3 separate regions of the Mus musculus genome follow, and all the other regions are linked to region 1. The links are chromatin contacts, called in public promoter capture Hi-C maps. All regions are on one chromosome and are shown on one strand. The core of a region is the stretch at or near the end of the contact, and the rest is flanking DNA. Distances in the headings are between cores, read along the strand shown.

What was found. Promoter capture Hi-C pulls out the DNA fragments that hold promoters and counts their contacts.
Region 2: a promoter capture Hi-C map of the C10 cell line shows a contact between it and region 1, with 6 times the contacts expected there. The contact joins the promoter of Gab3 here to the promoter of Hcfc1 in region 1. A contact is called at or near these places in 3 of 39 promoter capture datasets (the C10 cell line, erythroid cells and pre-B cells).
Region 3: a promoter capture Hi-C map of erythroid cells shows a contact between it and region 1, with 34 times the contacts expected there. The contact joins the promoter of F8 here to the promoter of Hcfc1 in region 1. A contact is called at or near these places in 2 of 39 promoter capture datasets (erythroid cells and pre-B cells).

What each region holds. Positions count from the first base shown.
Region 1 is chrX:73,963,568-73,967,765 of GRCm38.p6, forward strand. It overlaps Hcfc1 (host cell factor C1), which reads right to left and starts at 2,790. Exons shown (of 26, transcript NM_008224.4): 1 at 2,244-2,790. The coding sequence starts at 2,436.
Region 2 is chrX:75,082,878-75,087,028 of GRCm38.p6, forward strand. It overlaps Gab3 (growth factor receptor bound protein 2-associated protein 3), which reads right to left and starts at 2,028. Exons shown (of 10, transcript NM_181584.4): 1 at 1,791-2,028. The coding sequence starts at 1,862.
Region 3 is chrX:75,377,424-75,381,967 of GRCm38.p6, forward strand. F8 (coagulation factor VIII) reads right to left here and starts at 2,618. Exons shown (of 26, transcript NM_007977.2): 1 at 2,064-2,618. The coding sequence starts at 2,209.

The DNA.
Region 1 (4,198 bases), core at 1,540-4,039:
CCTCTTTGAAAACAAAACGAAGGTAAGCAAAAGAGGCAGTTGTAATGAAGGATGGGCAGCCAGAATAGCACAAGAACTGTTAGAACTCTGAGCCTGCCAAATACACGAGACCCTGTCACCATCAACACAAGGGGTACACCTATTAAGGTGAAGAAGAGGGTATAGCAGGGTCTGCTAGTTGCTCTCTCAAGCCACCTAAAACTTGATCAGAACAATTTGAAAACTTTGTTTTGGAGGATTCTAGGCCTTTGTTGTAAGGGAACTTGACTTTTTAGAAACCTGGTTACCTTCTAACATCCAACCTCTGCAAAATGGTAACAAATTAACACCAAAGTGGTCAATTGTTTTCAGTAAACTAATGAATATGTAGAGGTCCCAGGAAGCTAAGACATAGGCCTGCAATGGACTTTGGAGCTGACTGTAATTAGGCCCCTGCCCTACTTTCTAAAATTGTATTTCCCTGCCAGAAAGTCTGCTCCGGGCCTTAGTAGAAGAAAGGTGGTCCAGGAAATGGAGAAGGTGTTGCTGCTGCTCCTGTGGAAGACATCTCTAAAAACAGCTCTACTACTACACAAGTTGTACCCCTGCCCTTAGCCTTACCTTACTGGGCTAATTTCTGCCACCACAGCTGCCTGGGCTGACATAAGCATCACCAACCTTCCCACCCCCCTTTCTGCAGAGGCCCTGAGAAAAGCCCAGCTCCCTGCAGGCAACAGGTGTGGAGAGACAAGGAACTCAAGAGGGTTGAACCCACCAGTCTTTCAGAGTCAACTTGGGAGGGGGAATAGTTCAGAGGTGCAGAGGCAGGCCTGTATACTCAGCCTGGCAGGGGAGGTGCTGAGAAGCTGCCAGGAGAGTCTGGCTCCAATTCTTGTTCCATGAACTACCCCAGACCACGATCTCCTGCCTACTTTCTGCCTCCTCAGTGTGGAGTGTGTGAGATGGAGGGTGGGGTCAATTGCTTCACACTTGGTCCTGCCCTCAAATGAAGAGGAGGTGCCTGGGACCGCAGGGGCCCAGAAAGGATGAGGGTGCACGGAAGAGGCTAAGGAGCTGGCAAGGGAGGAAGCACTGCAGGCTGCACCTACTGCAGCAGAGGGAAGCTTCTAGTCTACCAGAGGCAAGGGGGCTGGCTCTCACCTGGACACAACTGGCACATACTTTCAGCTTTGGCAAGCCCCAGCACTTCTTTTCCCTTAGGGCAAGGAAAAGGTCCTGAAGGCTCTTGGGCAGTCAACCGGCGACTCAGGCCAATCCCCCGTACTACATGTGCAGAAAGTGCCAAGAGGCTACCAGAGAAGGACTCAAAGCTTTCTGCCCTAAAGACAGAGCAAGGGAAGCAAGCAAGGAACAACATGTGGCTCCCATAAGGGAGGGGACAGAGGCCAGGCTTTAGATCAGCTATACCTGCAGATAGGCTCCTCCCAATTTGCAAGGGCTTGGGTTTGGGGAAGGAGGCACTAGTTAACCCCTTCAATCTCTCTCTCTCTCTCTCTCTCTCTCTCTCTCTCTCTCTCTCTCACACACACACACACACACACACACACACACACACACACAAAAGACACACTGAGCCCTCCAGTCTGCTATGGGGGGCGGGGTGGGGGAACTCAATTGTTAAGGCACCAGATTAGGAAAAGAAATAATTTGAAGGAAAAAAAAACTACAAAAATTCACAACTGGTACAATACCCCCATGTGTGTGTAGGGGGGGGCAGTATAGTCATCATGCCATTCGTATTTGCCACGAGGGTCTCATTAGTCTGTTAAAAGCCTGCACCTTAAAGAATGCTTCCCTCTTTTTTTCTGGGTGTAGAGAACGGATCTGTGATCTAAATATTATCTTTTCTCCCGAACGAGCATGGGCGCTGGAGATGAGGACTATCGCAGGAGGGGGGAGGATTCCGCCTGCGCCAAGAGAACACATCCGCTGCCGCGCCAGCCCCAGCCCACTGGGTAACGGTGTACGTCTGAAGTCACTGTCGCCCGCGACATCCCCTCCCCCTCACCAGTCGGAGTAGAGGGTTTCTCTAAGTACCGAAATGCAACCTTTAAACACAGAAGAGTACGGGGGTGTAAGAACGGGGGTTGAAAAATCAGGGAGAAAGCAAAGATGGCAATAAGTGCAAAGAGAGAAGGAAAACACATCAGGGGAGTGAGATAGGAAAAGAGAAGATAGGGAAAAGAAGGGTTAGGAGAGAGATGGAGGGAAGACTTTGAGAAACCCAGGGCGGTAGCACTTACCAGTGTTGTACACGTGTAGTTCGTCCACTATCCCCTCGTTGCCGCCGCCAAACACCACTATAAGCTCCTTGATAGCCACTGCACGGTGGCCGTGGCGGGGTCGGGGCACGGGACCCGACCAGCCCACCACCCGTTTCCAGCGGGGCTGCAGAAGCACCGCTGGCAAGTTTGCGGGAGACACAGCCGAAGCCATAGTTCCGGTTAAGGATGCAGTGGGAAGAGGTCACTGAATGGGAGGATACCCTTAATTCTTCACACACCCCCTTTCGTCTAAGGCAGCTCTCACGAAGAAGCGGCTCCTTACACAGCGGTGGACGACTCCATGGAGGCCGCCATCTTAACTATCCTCCTTCCTTTGGCTCTTCCCCCCCTTCTCACTCAGCTCGTATCCTTAAAAGCTTCTCAGAACTGCAGAGCACCTATTCCCGAGAAGCTGGAGGCCACTGAGCGCCGTCGCTCTAACTATTTGCCTGGGTGTTCCCGCTTAGAACCTCGAGCAGGAGGCTCTGGGAGCCGCCATCTTGAGCCGCCTCTCTCTCCTCCCTTCCTCAGTCGTAGCCCTCCCCCGCCGGAAATGGCGGAGCCCCGGCCCGGTTCCCACACCCCCCGTCCCCAGCACTGGCTGGCTTCCGGGGCGGGTGGAAAAGAGCCACAAATGCCGCGGTTGTCTCAACTTCGCCGACAGTCAGACCACAATTGTGGAAGCCGCCATCTTGAAACCGTCCTGCTTCCCCACCCAGCACTTAGTACAACCACCGATCGCAGAACCCCAACGTTCCTAAGTAATAAAGGCGTGTCAGAGGCTGGCGGAACGGGCTCCAACTCTCAGTTGCTGCTCGAAGCCCCGACCCGTATGGCTCGAGAGGTTTTGCACCTCTCCCTTGAGTCCGCCTCTGCTATTCAGGCTGTGGCGGCCGCCCTGGGAGCCGCCATCTTGAGACTAGCTTCTCTTCCCCCCCCCACCCCACCTATCCTCTTCTTCCTGGACAGTTCTTCCACAGCAAACCAAACGCAAGGCAGCGTCCAATCCTCGCTTCCCTCCTTAAGACTCCTTCCCACAGGAGCCGCTCGAAAGAGCAGGAGTTAAGACCCGAAGTGACAATTGTACGGCAGAAGAAGCGGTAACGGCAGGGCGATCATGCCTCCTCCCTGGGAGCCGCCATCTTGTGTGAAGAAGTAACAACTAAACATGGCGGCTATCGGGCGAGGGGGCGGGGTCAGAAGACGTCACCTTTCCCCCTCCTCCCCGCCTTCGCACGTCTTTGACTCTGGTCTCAAGCCTCTTAAAGGACCCAAAGCTCATAAAGAATTAAAAGCTTCTTTAAAAACCAGTGCGTTGTCTATTTGCGGGCGAGTTGGTGCTCTGTGCAGTAAGCTAGAGACAGTAGAGTTCAGGTCAGGTGCAGTAGTGCCCCGCCCTGCACTCCCCCCCACCAGGGCTCTTCCACGCCTCCACTCTGGGAGTCGCCATCTTGCCACTTCCCCACGCCCGGTCGTCTGCGGGCGTCAATAGCGAGTTTCAGCACAAAACAAAGATGGCCGCGGCATCTAGGGATGCCCGGATGAAAATCTAACTCCGTTCAGTCGCTTGGCCACGCCCCCTGGGAACTGTCTCCCAGGTCGCTGATGGGACACAAACCAGAGAAATGGCCTTTAACTAGCAGTGGCGGCATGACACATGGTAGTTAAGGGTGGCAAAGAATACTGCGATTGCACCCTTTGCTGAGAAGCATCTCTTTTCCCGCTCCGAACACTCTGCGACACTTAGAACCCAGCTACAGCGGGTAGCTGCAGGCGGGGCCAGAGCGGAAGGTGACGCCATGAGCTCACAGGGGCGGAGCTGCTGCCCGCTCCCAGGAGCGCCAGCAACACCCCGAGGCGTCTCCACATCCGCCCGCGCCTCCCGAAGGACTCGGCCACGCGCTCTGAATTGCAGCGCACCAGGCTACCCGCAG
Region 2 (4,151 bases), core at 778-3,277, 1.1 Mb after region 1:
TATTAATATGAGTACACTGTCACTGTCATCAGACACACCAGAAGAGGGCATCAGATCTCATTACAGATGGTTGTGAGCTACCATGTGGTTGCTGAGAATTGAACTTAGGATCTCTGGAAGAGCAGTCAGTGCTCTTAACCACTGAGCCATCGCTGTAGCCCATCAATACATCTTCAAAGTAGTTGAAAAGTTAGGGAAACAGCTTGGATGAGAGATGTGGGACTCTGTGCTTAGGAATTTGTGAAATCAAAAGCATGATGTGGGGCCAGGTATAGTGGCAATGCCTTTAATCTCAGCACTCAAGAAGCGGCAGGTAGATCTCTGACTTTGAGGCCAAACTGGTCTACACAGTGAGTTCTAGCACAGCCAAGGCTATGTAGAGGCCCTGTCTCAGAGAGAAAGATGGGGGGAGGTAGCATACTGATATTATTCAAAGAAGTGTTTATATTTTGCATCTGTGATGGCTACATGCTTAGTAGAACAACATTCTTTTATTCAATAGCACAAACAACAAAAACCTATCATCATAAGGAATATGCTGAGAAGGGACATGATGAGAAAAAGAGTTAGATTGTATGGAAAACTGCTAAGAGTGAGTCACTGTCTAACTCAGGAATGGGGTAAGGGACCACTGAGAAACTTCATATTCAGGAAAAGCTTCTGTTACAAATTTCAGAAATATCCATACATCATTGATATCTTCTTATAATTCCACCCCTGAATTTCTACATGATATGTGCTCTTTAATATGAAAAAAAAAAAAAGTACTGGCTGGTGAAATAAGGACCCCAGTTAGAAAGCTATAGACATAAGTACCAGGTAGAACCCCATTTGTGGTGGAATGCCTCAGCTGACTGCAAACCTGAACAGGGTAGTTCCCACCTGCATGCTTTGGTTTTGCAGAGAAATTAGAAATTATAAAGGACAAGGATCCATCAAGCTACTTCCAGTTCCACCAAACCCCAAGGGCAAGAAATCCTAATATCTGTATATACAACCCCCCGGGGACTAAAGTGATTCTTGTTAATGGCTAAAGACAGCTCAGTAACAATCGAGTCTTTAAGCAGAATATTTTTATGATCTTATCCTGAGAACACTAGATATAATGAACTTTTTGAGTTGTGTGCAACTTATTTAAATATGGTCATATGACGGGTAGAAAGATGTAGTTCTCCGGGGTTCCTTATTTCATAATAGGAAATGTCAATGGTTCCAGCTGTACTAGAAAAGCTCCATGTCATCATAAAGAATATGCTGAGAAGGGACATAATGAGAAAAGAGTTACACTGTGTGGTAGGCTCCCAACAAGAGTGTTCTATGATAGCTATGACAGTACTCATTACAAGAGGAATGCAGCAGCTTCACTGAGTGGCCCACACAAGTTTCCTCTTACTGTCCACGTCCCTGTCCCTCGCCCTGTTCTCGCTGTGAAATGGAACTCCAGTTGGAGACAGGGCACCCTTTAGAGAAGTCTCTCTGGTTGTTCCAGCATACAAGCTGGGTTGGGGGTTTCAGCTCCAACCCACCTCCATCTACCGCTGAGTGTGGCAGTATAGAGACACTGAACACAGCAGGCAAGAGGCACCAGGCCAGCCTGCTGCAGGACTCAGAACAGCTTGACGTGCGATTTCACTTTCCAACGTCCAATGGCCTCGCCTGCAGCTAGGGCTCTGGGAACAGTTATATTTGGCGCGCCTAGAGTCAGGGACTCCCCAGGGCCACACACGGCCACCCCACGAGCAGAGAACCGAGGGCACGAAGGCCAGGGTTGAGTCGGCACCCCTACTCACATAGCGCTGCAGCTTCCTCTCGGGAGGCGACTTGATGAGCCAGCCCATGCACACAGTGTCACCAGTGCTCATCCTGGCCGCCGCCGCCGCCGCAGCCGCTTCTGCTGCTGCTGCTGCTGCTGCTTCTTCTTCTTCTTCTTCTTCTTCTTCTTCTTCTTCTTCTTCTGCTGCTGCTGCTGCTGCTGCTGCTGCTGCTGCTGCTGCTGCTGCTGCTGCTGCTGCTTCCTCCAGCTGGGCTGGCCGCCTGCGACAGGAGGAAGTCTAGCCAGGGATGCCATGGGGCGTTCCTACCTACATAGCGCCGCCCCAAGTTGCTGAGCGACGCCCCCTCCTCGCCCTCCTCCCACCCCCAGGACTTGAGGAAGGGATGGACAGTAGTCGCTGTTCTTGAGTTTAGACTGCGGGGGGGGGGGGGGGGCGGAGGCGGGGGCGGGGGCGGGGCGGGGGTGGAATAAGCAGCAAAGATAAGAAAGCCTCTTCGAGCAATTGCTGTGCTGCAGGAGGCTCTGCTTCTGGAGACCCCAAGCAGGATGCTCTGCTGCTGTTTCCCAGGTGCCTAGATTGTTACCTTCATAGTTATAGCAGAGGGAGGAAGGAGCCTGCCACCCCTCCTCCCCCCAGGAAAACACTAGGTGACCTAATGGCAGCCAATGATCCTGTTGCTTTCATCACCATCCCTGAAGAGCTATGTCAAAAGGGTTGGTTTCCTTAGCTCAGACGCTGCAGAACAAAAATCTATGGCTCATATCTGTCATGTATATAGTTAACAGAGAAAGAAAGACTCCTCTTCCACTTCCCTGCTCCACTTGATTGTTTGCAAAGTAGTGTGATTTTTATGCCCCTCTTCCAAAGATCATTGTGTTCAATAATGAGCTTCCAGGGCAGAACTGTTTAAATGTTCTAATGAACAAAAATGATCTGAATTCAGCAGTAGTACTAGCTGCACCTTACTAAACTCTGGGGTTTTAAAAGGTAAATATAAGGTTGAGCCAGCTTGTATGCTGGGAACTCTAATAACAAAAATAAACTGATATTTATTGTGACTACTGAGTACCATATGCCAGCCATTGTCATAAGTGCTTCACAGCATCTACACAAACACCCTATAAGCTATATTGTTGAGTCAGTTTTGCCCATGCATAAGACAAGAAACAGAACAATACTGCCCCCTATATAGAGCACACACGTAGGAAGTTACCAATAGCAGAGTTAGTTGTCTGTCTCAAGAATTAGCCCCTGGGCTGGAGAGGTGGCTCAGCAGTTAAGAGCACTGACTACCCTTTCAAAGGTCCTGAGTTCAAATCCCAGGAACCACATGGTGGTTCACAATCATCTGTAATGAGATCTGATGCCCTCATCTGGGGTGTCTGAACACAGCTATAGTGTACTTATAGTAATATAATTAATGTTAATATAATAATTAACATATAACAATATATTAATCAATATATTATTATATTAATTAATTGTGTGTGTTAATTAATATACATTAATATATAACATATGATGATAAATAAATCTTTTTTAAAAAAAAGAGAGTTCATCCCTCTAAACACTACCTTCTCTTTGTGAACACACTTTAAAAACTGGAAAGCACCAGGCAGTGGTGGCGCACGTCTTTAATCCCAGCACTTGGGAGGCAGAGGCAGGTGGATTTCTGAGTTCGAGGCCAGCCTGATCTACAGAGTGAGTTCCAGGACAGCCAGGGCTATACAGAGAAACCCTGTCTCAAAAAAACCAACCAACCAATCAATCAGTCAATCAATCAATCAATAAATAAAAACTGGAAAGCACCATAGTAAAGTTAGAATCAGCATCCAAGATGTGACTACAATCCATGTGATGTTTGGTGGCATCTGGTCAGCTTCCTAATATGCAATGGTCTTTTTTCCTTGGTATAGTGCTTCTCACTTGGAAATGATAATTAGAAGAAAATTTTACAAAAACTAATTCTCTCAACATGACATTCACAATGTCTAGGGAGAGATGATATGCAGGGTTCATTATCATTGTATAAGCAGGGATCAAAGGAGAGAGTTCATTCTAGGTGTTTCAAGTGGGGATGGGTTAACTTCACAAAGGTAGCACTTAGCAAACTCATTGGCAGAACAGGAGCCATGAAATCAAGGAGTGTCACTAGTCAGGGCTTCAAGGTATACCAAGAGTACAAAGCAGAGAATGAGGATCTGTCATAAAGCTGGACTCCAGCTGCTGCCAACTCATGTCATTGCAACCATCTGTTCTCTTCACTGATTTCTGTGTCTCACACTAAACCTATATAATTAGCCAAACACAATTCTTATGGAAAAATCTAGATAAGAGAATGTTAAATATCTTTATTTAGCTTTCCTACTTCTCCAA
Region 3 (4,544 bases), core at 1,368-3,867, 1.4 Mb after region 1:
GATAGTGTCTTCTGGGCAGAACAGGCATTCTGTACCAATGGACACATAAATTTGAGAGGAAATATTTGGGGGTGCATGAGAAAGTCGGAAGGGCAAATAGGGGGTAAAAATGATGCAAATAAAATTTACTCATGTATAAAATCCTCAAATTAAAAAACAACTCAGAAATGTTAAATTTTGTGGTGCATACCTGTTATTTCAGAACTCAAGAGGTAGAGACATGAGGATCAGAAGTTCAAAGTCATCTTTATCATCTACATAATAAGTTGGAAGCCAATATGGGCTACATGCAATCCTGTCTCAAATAAAATAAAACCTCCAAATTCATTCTTTTAAAGAACTACCACAAACAAAACAGGGAAATTTTTGGCAAGCTTATTCACAAATAACTAGCAAAGACACAGGAATTTAAGGGCGTGTAACTACAGACAATTTAAAGATTCATGAAAAAGTAAAACACTGTAGCAAAGCAATTGTTAAAACTAAAAGAGCTTTCCACTGGAAATGTTATCAACACTATCCTAAATCTCACTGGGGACAAATGGAATCATAAGTAAGTCTTGCCTAATTTTTAAATAACAGAGAATTCTATAGAAAAGGATGGAATACTCACCAATTTATATGATAAATTAAACCAAACTTTAATACCAAAACTCACTAATGATGATTAAAAATAAAGCTAGAGAGGTGAATGTGGTGGTGCAATTATGATAGGCTATTTACACAGATGGAAGTCAAGCTAAATAGATCACTCTCTAGATACCATTCAAAATAAATGTCAAGATAAATTAGAGTCAAAAATACTAAATTCTTACAACAAAATCTAGAAGGACATACATATAACCTTGAGGTGTGAAAGACATTTTAACCAACACTGTCAAAACTAAGGATGTGAAAAATTAATATTTGACTATAAAAATTAAGTGTTTTCATAAGTAAGTTATAAAGTAAGGCAAGAGATAGATAATCTTAGGAGAAATTATAATATAAATAAAGGATAATGAATACATGTAATAAGTGTTTTTGCAGCTAAAAAAAATGGAAGACCCCAAAGAAATATGGGTGAAACATAAAAAAAGTAAAGTCTGAAAAATTAACTCTGATAGCCAACACGCATTTTAAAAGATGATGAATCTCATTACAAATAAAATATTACAATTAAAGATACAATATTCTATGCTTATAAGACTGGAAAAAATTAAGCAATAATGTTAGACTTATTCCTGATGCAAATGCAGAGGTAAGTATAATCCCATGCTCTGAAGATCAAAATGCATGAAGAGTCTTGAACGTTCTAAAAATTTAAACTAAAACAGCTGATTGTGGTGGCTCATACCTTTAATCCCAAACTTAGGAAGCAGAGGCAAGTGGATATTTTGGAGTTCTGGGCCATTCTGGTCTTCATAGTGAGTCCCAGGCCAGCCAGAGATATAAAGACAAAACAAAAGAAAAAACTAAAACAGAACTATGTCCTTTGTTCCAGCAAGATACCACCAGATAATCTATTCACTAAAATAACAGTAATGTGTCTGGGATTTTATCTCAATGATAAAGCATTCATAAATAAAACAGGAGACCCGAAGTACCACAAAATGAGTGAATTGGTGAGTTAATGAACACAGTACATAACAATATATGATAAAGACCCTCTCCATTCCAAATGGTAATGAGATGAATGTGTTTATTTTTTTTGTGTAGATGTGTACTTTTGTGTAGAAATAATGTGTGTAACAACAACATTGTAAAAGTTAAAAATTACTGACTGGACCCCTTAGTCTACGCAGTCTAATTGCTTAGAATGTCTTTTCCCTACCACCCTCTCACACACATACACACAAACAAACACACACAGAGTTTTGATTAGTAATTATTAATTTTATAAAAATGGAATATTATACATAATTTATATGCTTTTACACTAAGAAACACCTAGTAGACTTTTCTCCATGTCAGTAGAAACAACCTTAATTCATCATTTGTAATATATGTATGAGTTGGGTCATACAAATAAACACAGTCAAAATCACATCTTCACAATGTTGCACTTGACAGAGGATTTTTACCTTGAGTCTGTATGCAGCACACTGAGCAGATCACTCTGAATATAGTTCCAGGACAATTCCACTGCACCAAGGTAGTATCTTCTGATGGCACTAGAGCAGAAATTGAAAAGGCTCAGAAAGAAGCAAGCGAAGAGTGCTATTTGCATGGCTTTTATTACTAGAAAATGTTCAACTAAAGAAATGAAAATTTAACTCTTCTCTAAAATAACTTTAGCTTTTAAGAACAAAAAGAAAATGTAATGATTTAGTAAAAAGTCCTAAATATTTTGCAGAGCATTTTCTGGAAGTTTATCTACTGTGAGTGAAAGTAGCATTAGCACAAAACAGATCTGAAAGGATTACTTCCTTTTGGGTAGTAGGAAGCAGGCACAGGAAAACTGGAATAGGAAGAGTGGCTGAGCTAAGGCTTAACCCATTTCCTGCTGGGTGCATCCTAACAAGTTTGAATCCTTAAGAAAAGGAACAGAATACTGAGGAGGGGCGTTCAGGTGTATTTAAATTCCTAGCCTATTCTAAAAGACTGTTCCTTGGTACCTGTAGCAAAGAAACTCTAGATAGTGAAGATTCTGGAGTCTGCATGGAATGTAAAAGCTTCCACTTTGGGATTCACCAGATTCCAGCCTACTTTCTCCGCAGAAACTTTCCAGCTGCCCACATGGCCTAGAGATCCAGATAGGATACCTGTACCATATGTTTTATTTGCTGTTGCTTTTTTATTAATGATTACTATGGGAGGCCCCAGGTAGTCATAGGCAGAGCTACTCTTGGACAGGTGTTCTTGAATTGTATAAGAAAATAGGCGGATCAAGACATAATGATCAGTCAGTAAGCAATGTTCCTCCATGATCTCTGATTCAGTTCTGGCACCCAGGTTCCTGCCCTTTTGAGATTCTGTCCTCATTTCCATCAGTGAAATTGATTAGTGAATTGTTTATTACATGGAAGTATAAGTTGAAATAAACCCTGTTGCTTTTGGTCATGGTGTTTTATTACAGCCAGAGAAACTTTAACTAAGACACCCTCCCTCCTCAAAAAGCTGGAAACAAACTTATCATATGACCCAGCTATATCACTCTTGGGCATACATCTAAAAGGATTGTACATTCCACTATAGAGATACTTGTATATCCATATTCATTGCCATTCAATTCATAATTGAATGAAAAAGGAAAGAGCCAACATCCACCAACTGAAGAATGGATAATGAAAATGTGGTACATTCACACAATGGAATATTTATTACTCAGCTGTAAAGAAAAATGAAATTAAATTTGCAGGTAAATGGATAGAGCTGGAAATAATCATTCTCCATAAGGTAACCTAGACCCAGAAAAACAAATGCCTCAGATTCTCTCTCACATGTGAATGCTAACTCTGAATCTTTAGATATCTGTCTTAAATTGGAGTATCCATAGAGATCAGGAAACTAGCAAGGGGCCAACAAGGGAAGGCAGATTTCAAGGGAAATGGGATATACTGCAGTTGATATGAAAAGGGAACAGGAGAAGTTGAAGGGTTACGTGGGGTAAGGATAGGAGGGCAGGAGAGAGAAGTGAGTATGGGTAGTGATTATTAACACTAAAGATACTTGAAAAAAATATGAAAACCTACTACTGTAGAAGCTTTTTAAATAAAATATACATGTATACATATATAAGAATTTAAATGGAGTTACCCCTACATCAGGATGACAATGTCCCTACTAAACACTGCAGGGTAACAAATATAAAGCCCAGTGCCAGGAATGGGTCACCTCTTTTGGAGTTTGTTGGCTCCATAAACCCCCAAACATTATAAGGTACTGCCAATTTTTTGGCAATCTACAGAACTTCATGGTTAAGATCGTATTGCTGATGACACAACATAGTTGAGTCATAAAACATGGGGAAATCAAGCTGGCACTGACAAGATTTCACAGTGCTGGAAGGTTACATGTGTGCTATTTGGGGTGACAAGTTATTGACAGTCTTACAAAGCATCTAAGAACCCTGTGAGGTACTATATAATGACTGATATGTCAAAATAGCCTCATTGCTATGGTAGTGGCATAAATATAGTAGGAGTAACTAATCACTTCATGTTTGTATTTAAGGCCCACTCCACAGGATAGAACCGATACCTGTTAGAAAGCCAAAACCCCATGGCTGCCTAAGTCATAGGGAAGAACTGCTTTCCTAAATGGACACAAAAATAAACTGTCTCCTCCCAATTTTTTTTACTATTATACCGATAAAATAGGGGATCTTTCACTCCTCATCTAAGAATCTTCTTTTTTCTAATAGACTCACAACTAGTATATGTACAGAGGATAAGAGGCAATAAAGTGCTCAATTCTAATTGAGATATTTGTATCACTCCCCTCTCCAGTCCCAAGGGATCGGAAGTCCTGTTTGGCCTCAGGTACTGCGTACACGTGCTGTACTCAAACACATGCAAATACTCATATACACAAAGTTAAAAAAAAAACTTTAAAGCGGAAGA